Regions from separate parts of the Mus musculus genome. Here region 1 is linked to region 2. The links are chromatin contacts, called in public HiChIP or PLAC-seq maps. All regions are on one chromosome and are shown on one strand. The core of a region is the stretch at or near the end of the contact, and the rest is flanking DNA. Distances in the headings are between cores, read along the strand shown. Region 1 overlaps Parva (parvin, alpha). Region 2 overlaps Tead1 (TEA domain family member 1).

Region 1 (4,663 bases), core at 1,425-3,924, 250 kb after region 2:
ATATCAACAACGAAAGAGGAAGAATAAAACTCCACAGATCCACGTCTAATCTCACCTCCACCACACAGATTAACACAGCTACTCCTCTCCCTGTCTTCCCAGAACTCAGGACAGCCGATGTTCCAACTTCTCAGTGGTGATCTCGATCTTAGGAATTTCTAAACCAAGATGAGCCCTTTAAACACTGAAATGGAAGGAAATCAGGAAGCCCTCATCAAGGTCTGGTCGCACACATAATATAAGTTCATTTATCTCTACCAGCGTCATTTCATGGCTCTCGGTAGCTTTTGTCCTCTTTGTAGACCTCTGGGGTAAAGGACATTTGGGGCCTACACATGTTTGCAGAACAGGCTGGTACATCCTGTCCTTGCTACAGAGCCTGGCACATCGGTGGCAAAACAGACTTCTCTTTTGACACACTTTCTTTCAGGAGTCTGGTGGCTGCAGAAACCACCCCAGCCTTCGTCCCCTGCTGGCTGCTAAACTGCCTCCTGGAGCCCCCTGGTGGCCAGTACTATATTCACACCCCCCAGCCATACACTCTAGGACAAGGAGAAAATACCCTTAAAAAATCCACTCAAAGGTGAATCACTGATATGTATTACCATACCCGCTGGCACCCTGCATGTTCCTTGAGGCTGCCCTGGAAAATGACACCTTTCTCTAATGTCCCATCCATTTCTTATCCTCTGGTGTCTTCTGGGTACCAGGCTGTGTTGGTAGAAGAAGAGTAGCAAGCTCCCAGGGAGCTTTCCAGCATATAACAGAATGATCAGTCCCACACCCCTAAGCAAGCCCTGGGGACTGCACCAGTTGCCTCAGGGAAAGTGGAGACAAAAGGAGGGCAGAGGTGAAGAGTCAACCAGACCTTGCCATCTTTCCCAAGACTTCAGAAGGGAGCCAGGTAGAGAGAATGAAAGGCATTCCATGGAGGGGGAGTCTAGTGCTCAGGAAGCTAGAAGCTCTCAGGAGGGAGAGTGACAATGGGCCAGTGACACATGCAGGGATAAACGGAGAAGGCTCTTTCTTGAAAGCCTTGTGTATCATTGTGTCAGCACTGACTTTTCTAAGCATGCTGTAGGCTTCATACATCATTTGATTCCAACTTCACAGACGCTACGTAGGCCATCCATGACCCACCAACTCAACGCAGCCTGACTATGAGGAGATGATCAGAAGCACCCAACTTCCTGGAAATATAAGCTCTAGGGGCTGGACAGATGGCTCAGTGGTTAGGAGCACTTGTTGCTCTTCCAGAGGACCTGGGTTTGATTCCTAGCCACATGGTGGCTCACACCCATCTGTAACCCTAGTCCTAGAAGATCAGGTACTTTTTTTGTTTTGTTTTGTTTTGTTTTGTTTTTTGCCTCTGTGAGCACTATATGAATAAGACGCACAGATATACAAGCAGGCCAAAAATGTTCATCACACCAAAAAAAAAAAAAAAAAAAGGCAAAAATTTTAGAAAGAAAATATAAGAACCAAGGAAAGCCTGAAACCTATCCCTACCACAAGGAGATTAGGAATCTGGGCCCACCTAAGGAAATGTGGTCCCGGAGCAGAGAAAGATGGTTCTTAGGTAAGAAGAGCTAAGAGAATCCAAACAAAGTGTGGGTGTGTCCTCTAGTGAAAGCTGTGCATCAGTACTGGCTCACCCACTGTAACCAAGGTCTCCCACCAGCGTGAGTCTACAGTAGGGGGAAGGGTATGAGATATACATGAGGACCCTGTATTAGCCCCATATATTCTCTATAAATTCAAGTCTTCTCCAAAAAAAAAACAAATTAAAGCCTATTTTAAAATTATTACTGTTCACCTAAATATCTAAAGGAAAAGAAATGAAGGGATCTTTTAAAAGAACAAAGAAAGAAAAACCTTTGAGACAGTCTTTCATTGAGCCTAGAGTTGTGTTTTCAGGCTACATTGGCAACCAGTAAGCCCTAGTGACGTGACATGGATGTTATTACACATGTGCCCACACATGTGGAGATCAGAGGAGAACTTTCTGGAGTCTGTTTTCTCCTACCATGGGTTCTGGGGGACAGAATTCAGGACACAGGCTTTCATAGTAAGTAAGTACTTTTACCATTCTGTCAAGCCAGTCTTCAGCTTCCGATTCTGCCCCTTCCACTTCCCATTGCCTGGGCCTCCCGAGTGCTGGGACCACAGGCTTGCACCACGATGCTCAGGCTTATGCAGTACTGGGGTGGCACCCAGGGCTTTGGGTACACTAACTGGGTGAGCTCTCTGCCATCTGAGCCTCTTGGTTTTACACAAAGGTTCCATGTGATGAGTCACTAAAAATGGTTCTACGGTGATTTTTCCCCCTGTTTTATTTTCACATTTGAAGCTAAGATGGTTGTGGTGGTGGAGGATCCTCGGCTGTGTCCAGGGAAGGAAGGACACGGGTTTTGGAGTGAGCAATCTGGCAGGCTCAGCGTGAATCACAGACTGGTTGCGGGCACTGGGCCCTATTGAGATTTGCCGGTGATGCGTCCAGAGAGAGGAGGAGAAACAAGCAAGAGAGAACCAACTTCCCTAAAAGGAGAAAGCAAGAGGCCTTGTGTAGGACCCCTTGGATCCAGCCACAACCAATCAAATGTATCCACGGCTGAGCCCCAAATGTACGCCTGGAACAGGCTGGGCTGGCCCTCTGCAGACCGGCCTGACAGCTAGTCAAGGGAAAACAACCGCAGCACAGGAGGCGAAGCAGCTGGCTGGGGCCCTGGCTAAGGGAGGGGAAAGGCTTAGAGGGAGTTTCCTGAGAGCTGAAAAGAGCTAGGGTGTTTCACACAGGAGGCTTGGAAGCTAAATCTTGAATCCCAGGCAGAACAAAGGAGATCCCACATCAGTCTGAGGGCCATCCAATCCCTGATCCACAGTCCCTGGACCATACTGACTAAGGGTCCTGGGACTGCATATCCAACCACGCTCCCTGAATTTTGTAGCTTCCCCTGGTCTCCATGGTCAGTTAAAATCAGGACTCAGTGTGCCACCTGGAAAAATGCTTGCTATCTGCATTCCTCGAAGCTAGGGACATGTCAGCAAGTCCAGTCACTCCTCCAAAGGCATGATATCATTCCACATAGCCTGGCAAGCAATCTCTCTAAAGAGACTTCCTCCTCTTCCTCTTCCTCTTCCTCCTCCTCCTCTTCCTCCTCCTCCTCCTCCTCTTTCCTTTTGAAACAGGTTCTCATGATGGAGTCCTATCTAGCCTAGAACTCACTATGTAGACCAGGCTGGTGTTGAACTCACAGAGATCTGCTTCTGCCTCCCAAGTGCTAAGATTTAAAACACTCACTACACCTGGAAAAAAAACCAGACTTACAATTTCTCAGCCAAAGGTTATAACAGAATGTGCTACAGTTAAGGATATTTGGTACAAAAATGTTGTTTGTATTCCTCTTTCTGCTGCAACCAATTACCACATATTTAGTGGCTTAAAACAACGCACATTCATTATTTCACAATGGTGGAGGTCAGAAGTCACAATAGGTCTCACTGGGCTGGAGTCAGGACGTCAGCAGGCCCATGTTCTCTTCTGGAGGCTCTGAGGAGAATCTCTGCCCTTCCCTTTTTCAGGTGCTGGTGGCCTCCAACATGGCTTGGCTCATGGCTCCTCACCCTGTGTTTACAGTCTGTCCTGTCACATATCTCTGACCTCTCGTCCCTGGCCACACCTCCCTGTAGCTCTCAGGTCCCTCTCCTCCACTTTTAAGGTCCCTTGCCAGTGTGGGCACACACACCTGATGATTCAAAATCATTTCTATTTCTACAGTCACTCGATTGATTACCTTAATGATAATTTGACTTTTACTGTTAATTTCTCATCATCATGAAAGGCCCTAGGGATTAATATGTGGAATTTGGAGGGGCCATTACTTACTGGACTGCCCTAGCTTCTCATAACCCATGAAAAACATTGAAAAGAAGAATTAGAAGATTGAGGTCGGGTGTGGTGGTGTATTCCTTTTACCCCAGTACTTGGGAGGCAGAGGCAGGTAGATTTCTGTGAGTTCAAGGTCAGCATGGTCTATATATATTGAGTTCCAGGACAACCAGAGCTCTGTAAAGAAAAGAAAACTAAAAGATTGATCTGATTCTTGGTGTCACAGTTTTCAGCCCATGGCAGGAGCTCCATCACTCTGTGTAAGGAGAGCGCCTCCTGACAGCTGCTGACCACGTGGCAGAGGGAGAGCTGGGGAGAGGACCCTCTCCAAAGACTCAACAGTGGCTTAATTCCTCCAACTAGGTCTGATTCTCAACAGTCTATTAGGCTATGAACTTAAGTGTAGACTCACACACTGATGAAGACAGGACTCCCATGGTTCAATCACACCTCAACAGCACCACCAGCTGGAGAGCAAACCTTCAACCCATAAGCTTTTAAGGGTGTTTAATCCTATCTGCCACCTACCACACTCTCGTCTTCTTAAAAACAAATCATAGTATTTATTTGTTTGTTTATCCATCTATTTATTTGTGAGTGTGTGTGCATGTGTGCACACACATGTTTGCCAAGGTGCACATGTGGAAGTCAGAGGACTCAGTTTCTCTCTCTTTTTGATCATGTGGTTCCAGGGGTAGAGAGATTTATAGGCAAGCACCTCTCCTTGAGCCAGCTTTCAGGCCCCACAACTGACCATGTCAAGTCAAATTACAG
Region 2 (4,341 bases), core at 372-2,871:
AGCAGGTCTGCTTTGCCGTCCAGGGTGGCTTGGTTCAGCAGTTTCTTGCCATGCCTACTTACAACTGACATTAGCTGAATTTGAGAATTGTAAGGTAGAAAATTTTTACATCTAAAAACCTAATGTTTAATTTTTTGCAAAAGCCTTCAAGTCTCCTGGTCAGTGCCACTCCTTTATGGTGCCTCTTTCTCAATGTCCCTCTACCCTACTAGGAGCACTCGAATGTCCCAACTTCTTCATTACTGTTCCTGTCACTGGCCATGGCAGTGCCTGCTCAACTGTGTTCTCCTCCACTGACTGCAAGTTCCTTGGAGACAGGCCTGCATGTTCTGCTCACAGCCTAAGCCTGTCTCCCAGCCCGGTGGGAGCTCAGCTGATTATTGTGGGCATGCATGGGTTAGATAAGTGAATAGTATCCTCAGAGTCGCTCCATCTGTAAGATCCCCATAGCTCCTTCTGGCTCAGTTAGGATAACATGTTCATGTCTGTGTTGCTGGCACAGGAGACAGGTGCAACTGGACGCTGACACTTGGCCCTCTGCAACTGATTCAGTACTTAAGTATACTTTACAATGCATTTCTCAGACCCATAGCAGACTTTCAGCTTTCCCCCATACCCATTGGTTCTAAGGGGTCACGGTCTGTAGTCCAGCCCAGGCTGATCTCGAACACAGGACAATCCACCTGCCTAAACCACATGAACTGCAGGTACGCTTAAAAGGTAACTTTTAAGTATCTTGTGGTTTCCAGCTAGCCTACAGAACTATAGAAATATACCATAAATATATATAGATATATAGATAATCTCATCTAATTCTTAAACTGCAATGGTCAGCCATTTATGAATGTTTTATTTCATCCTTAGAATATCAGTGTCATGGAAAGATCTTAAGGTCAAGTTTTGGACATTTGGCTTTCAAGGTCAGTACCTTCCCTTGTGATTACAGACACATTATTTTAATCTCTACCCATCTCCATTTCCTCATCTCTAGAATGAGGAATAAAACAAATCCAACTCACAAAACGTTTCAATGTCAGAATATCCCAACTGGAAAGTCAAGAGAATAGTCATTTTAGTCCACATGCCTCCAACTTAGAAAATGCAGTTTTCCTGAATTAAGTAGCAGTTATTAGATAAACTGCTATAGTAACTGTTATGTCAGAGTAGGTGACAGAATGTCACTCATGATAAACAAGGCCACCACCAAAGCCCAGACCCAGAGACACAAAGGCCAGAGGAACCCCAGATACACTTGCAGGCTGAGAGCAAATGGGCTGCAAACGTTGGGGCCTCCTAGGCAGGCCTCACCACGTGATTCACGATAGGACCCCAAGAGAGGTGGTTGTGAGCATGGTGTCTGCGGCAACAGAAATGAGCCAACCTGGAGAGTGAGCAGGGAGGGGAGGCTAGGAGTTCCCCTTCCAAAAAGGGCAAGAGGAGCCCTGCCCCAGTCCAGCCAGTCGGGCCAGGCAGCCCACAGGGAGCTTCCCGCCTTTTTCTTCTTCTTTCTTCTGCATGAACTTTCCCAAACCAGCTCTGCCTGTTTCACGCAGGAACCCGGCTTGCGAGTGCACATTTTATTATTTCAGAAGAAAGCATCTGCAGCCGGCTAGTGAGTCATCTGTAAGCCTTGTCAATCTGCCAGCAGCCTGCTCCTCTTCATTACAAACGTAAAGATAAAAGCCCTCACTGCATTAGCCGCCATCCGCCTCCACAGACAGCACAAATAAATTAATTGTGCCTCATCGCAAACAGCGGAGAGGTGTGCAGGAGGGGGGATGGGCTCCGTGTTTCATTAACAAATTAAATAGCAACAGAGCCACCGCACACCCGGCTACACTGCCAACTTTAGATTCTCCCACCAGGCAAGCACCCGGCCAGCATCACCCAGGTAGAGCGGCCACCATTAAGTGAGGGAGGAGTGAGGGAGGGTTGGAGGAGAGGGCGGCACTGTGAGGCCAGACCTAACCTTGGCATCCCCAGTGCAAGCCTGGAGCCCAGTCACCGAGTGCCCGTCAGACGCTGAGTGCTGCTGTGGCAAGCCCCCCCCCCCTTGCAGGGGGTGTTTCCACAGTTCTCCCCAGGCAAATAAGCAAACCAGTTCTGGGGCCCTGGTATGCATGGCCCAGTGAGAGAGCCTGTCATCAAGGCGACGCTGTCATACTGAGGATAGCAAACATTCCAGAAAGAACAGGGTGAGTCAAGACCAACTTGAAAAACACGTCAGACTCCCCCATACTACCAGCTAGGATTACACCCTCAAACACACCTCTCTGAGATTTCCTGCTTTAGTCACAGGCTATTTGTTACAATGCCGCGATTCTCTTCTCAGTCTATAGTACATCATTTAGGAAAGCTGCGTTGTGAGAGAGTTGAAGGCGTGTGACTAAAAACCATTCCTTTTATGTTTTTATCTCCAAAGACACAAACATAGTGCATGGGGGTGGGGACAGGAAATGGGAGCGGGGCGGGGGGGTGGGGGGAGAACAAAGAGAAGTCTAAAAAGAAGAGGAAAAGACCCCCAACTCTCCGAATGTCACCCTATTAACTCGTGACCTGTAAGGAAGTTAAGATCACAAACAGCTAATCCAACCATAAAATATGTCCAAAGTATTTATTATACAGATGGACATTTGGGCTCAGTTGTTAATTTAGTTGGTTTGTATTTTATCTGTAAAATCCCGGAATCTAAAAAATTCTACATAGGGGGAAAAAAAATTGACCTGAGCTAGCTAGCTAGGAGCTGCCCATAAAAAGCAAAGGAAATAAAAGCTTAAGAAGAAGAATAAGTCAAGCCATATGCAACCTTTCCACGATCCAAGAAAGAACTGAACACGTGCACCCCTGACCCAAGCCTTTGTAAAACACTCAGCATCTGCAGTGGGCCACAATGTTGCAGCACAGTGGAGCTCCAGACACTCCTCTGGAAAACAACTTAGGAGTCAGTAGCCATTGAGAACTAAAAAAATTCTTTTGTCTTTTAACTCATCAAATCCTGCTTCTGGAAACTGACCCTAAGAAAATAATCTACAATCACAGTAAGTCTGCATCTCAAAGTATCATTTATTAACATCATAAAATCGGGGGGGGGGGGAGGGGGAGGAGAGACATCTAAATACCCAACAACAAAGAACTGGGAAAGTAAACTCAGTCAGTCTGTAGGATGCAGGGTGAGACCATCAAAAGTCATCCTGAGAAAGACAGCCATGAGAAAAGCATTTGCTTACGGTCTCTGTGGTGGCAAGCCTACAGATACATGACAAAGCACTTCAGTGTGGGGGTCTACTGGTTATTTTAAAAGAGCTCTCTTTTTTTTCTGCTCTTTTGTTTTGCTTCCTTTATTGTTATTAGAGATTTTTTTTGTTGTCATGATAGTTATTATTTTGGTTTTTTTGTTTGTTTGTTTTGTGAAATAAGGAAAAAAATGTAGGGTATAGAGACAACTGCTTTGCTCACATTTAAAGGAGAATCAACACCAATGGCGCACGGGAAGGGGGTAGTCGACAGACCACACTTAATCCTGGAGCCTGTGTCCTAGCTTTGCCCCCAGTGACATGTGTGACTCCCAGCAAGAAGCTTGAAGAAGAAAAGGTGACTGAGAAGAGGGTTAGAACTGTCTTTAGGCCGGGTGTGGTGGCGCACGCCTTTAACCCCAACGCTCGGGAGGCAGAGGCAGGCGAATTTCTGAGTTCGAGGCCAACCTGGTCTACAAAGTGAGTTCCAGGACAGCCAGGGCTATACAGAGAAACCCTGTCTCTCAAAAAAAAAAAAAAAAAGAACTGCCTTTAGGCAGGCTGTCTGCAAGAGGCTATGAGGTGACAGCAATATCCAGAGATGGTCCACACTGACCACTGCAGTGTCTCATTCCAAGGCCACTCTCCTCTTTGGAAAACAGTTTCTCCCTCAGTAAAAGGAAGAGGTTCCAGCACTGTCTCCAGGTCAGTCCTCTGTTAGAGCAGGGTAAAGGTGAGCATGTTAAAGTGAGGGTCCACAGCCTGCCTTTAAACGAGCTCTCCAGGCAACTCTCACACACACACCAAGGAGCACGGGGGAGCACTGAAGAGCGAGGAGCATGGGGACGGGGCCAACAGCTTCCAAGTCCCAATATCCACACTCCTATGCCCATCTCCCCACCCACATCAAACTGCAGAGGAGGGGTGGGGGCTTTACTCAGAGGCTGGCGCTCTCTCCATTCAACACTTCACCGCAAAACAGTTGTAGTGTTTAGAAGAACAGAGGGCACAAGACAGTGGTGTTTCCTAGCTTCTTCTTTGCAGATGAAATCATCCCTGGGCTCACAAGACATTTGATAACACATGCCCCATACTTAATTAGCACAGT

Evidence for each region. HiChIP or PLAC-seq counts read pairs in DNA pulled down with a chosen protein or histone mark.
Region 1: a contact with region 2 is called in an H3K4me3 HiChIP or PLAC-seq map of embryonic forebrain, with 5 times the contacts expected there. The contact joins two enhancer-like sites. A contact is called at or near these places in 1 of 39 promoter capture datasets (neural stem cells), 1 of 15 datasets of contacts at CTCF or cohesin (the NIH/3T3 cell line), 7 of 484 Hi-C or Micro-C datasets (the HL-1 cell line, the N1E-115 cell line, cardiomyocytes and 4 more), 11 of 115 datasets of contacts at active chromatin or transcription factors (embryonic basal ganglia, embryonic fibroblasts, embryonic forebrain and 8 more) and 1 of 9 other capture datasets (embryonic stem cells).

What each region holds. Positions count from the first base shown.
Region 1 is chr7:112,465,807-112,470,469 of GRCm38.p6, reverse strand. All of the region lies in intron 1 of Parva (parvin, alpha), which reads right to left. Gm45998 (a long non-coding RNA gene) reads right to left here. Exons shown (of 2, transcript XR_001778261.2): 2 at 4,561-4,663. Among named protein-coding and RNA genes, the nearest start is that of Gm45998, 17 kb to the right of the region's middle. Within about 2 kb of position 2,674, at least 162 of the 459 cell types and tissues checked have an H3K27ac peak or open chromatin away from gene starts, as enhancers often do. A contact at or near this core is called in the HL-1 cell line, the NIH/3T3 cell line, embryonic forebrain and 3 more, where this site is marked.
Region 2 is chr7:112,718,106-112,722,446 of GRCm38.p6, reverse strand. All of the region lies in intron 1 of Tead1 (TEA domain family member 1), which reads right to left. Among named protein-coding and RNA genes, the nearest start is that of Tead1, 41 kb to the right of the region's middle. Within about 2 kb of position 1,621, at least 151 of the 459 cell types and tissues checked have an H3K27ac peak or open chromatin away from gene starts, as enhancers often do. A contact at or near this core is called in the HL-1 cell line, the NIH/3T3 cell line, embryonic forebrain and 3 more, where this site is marked.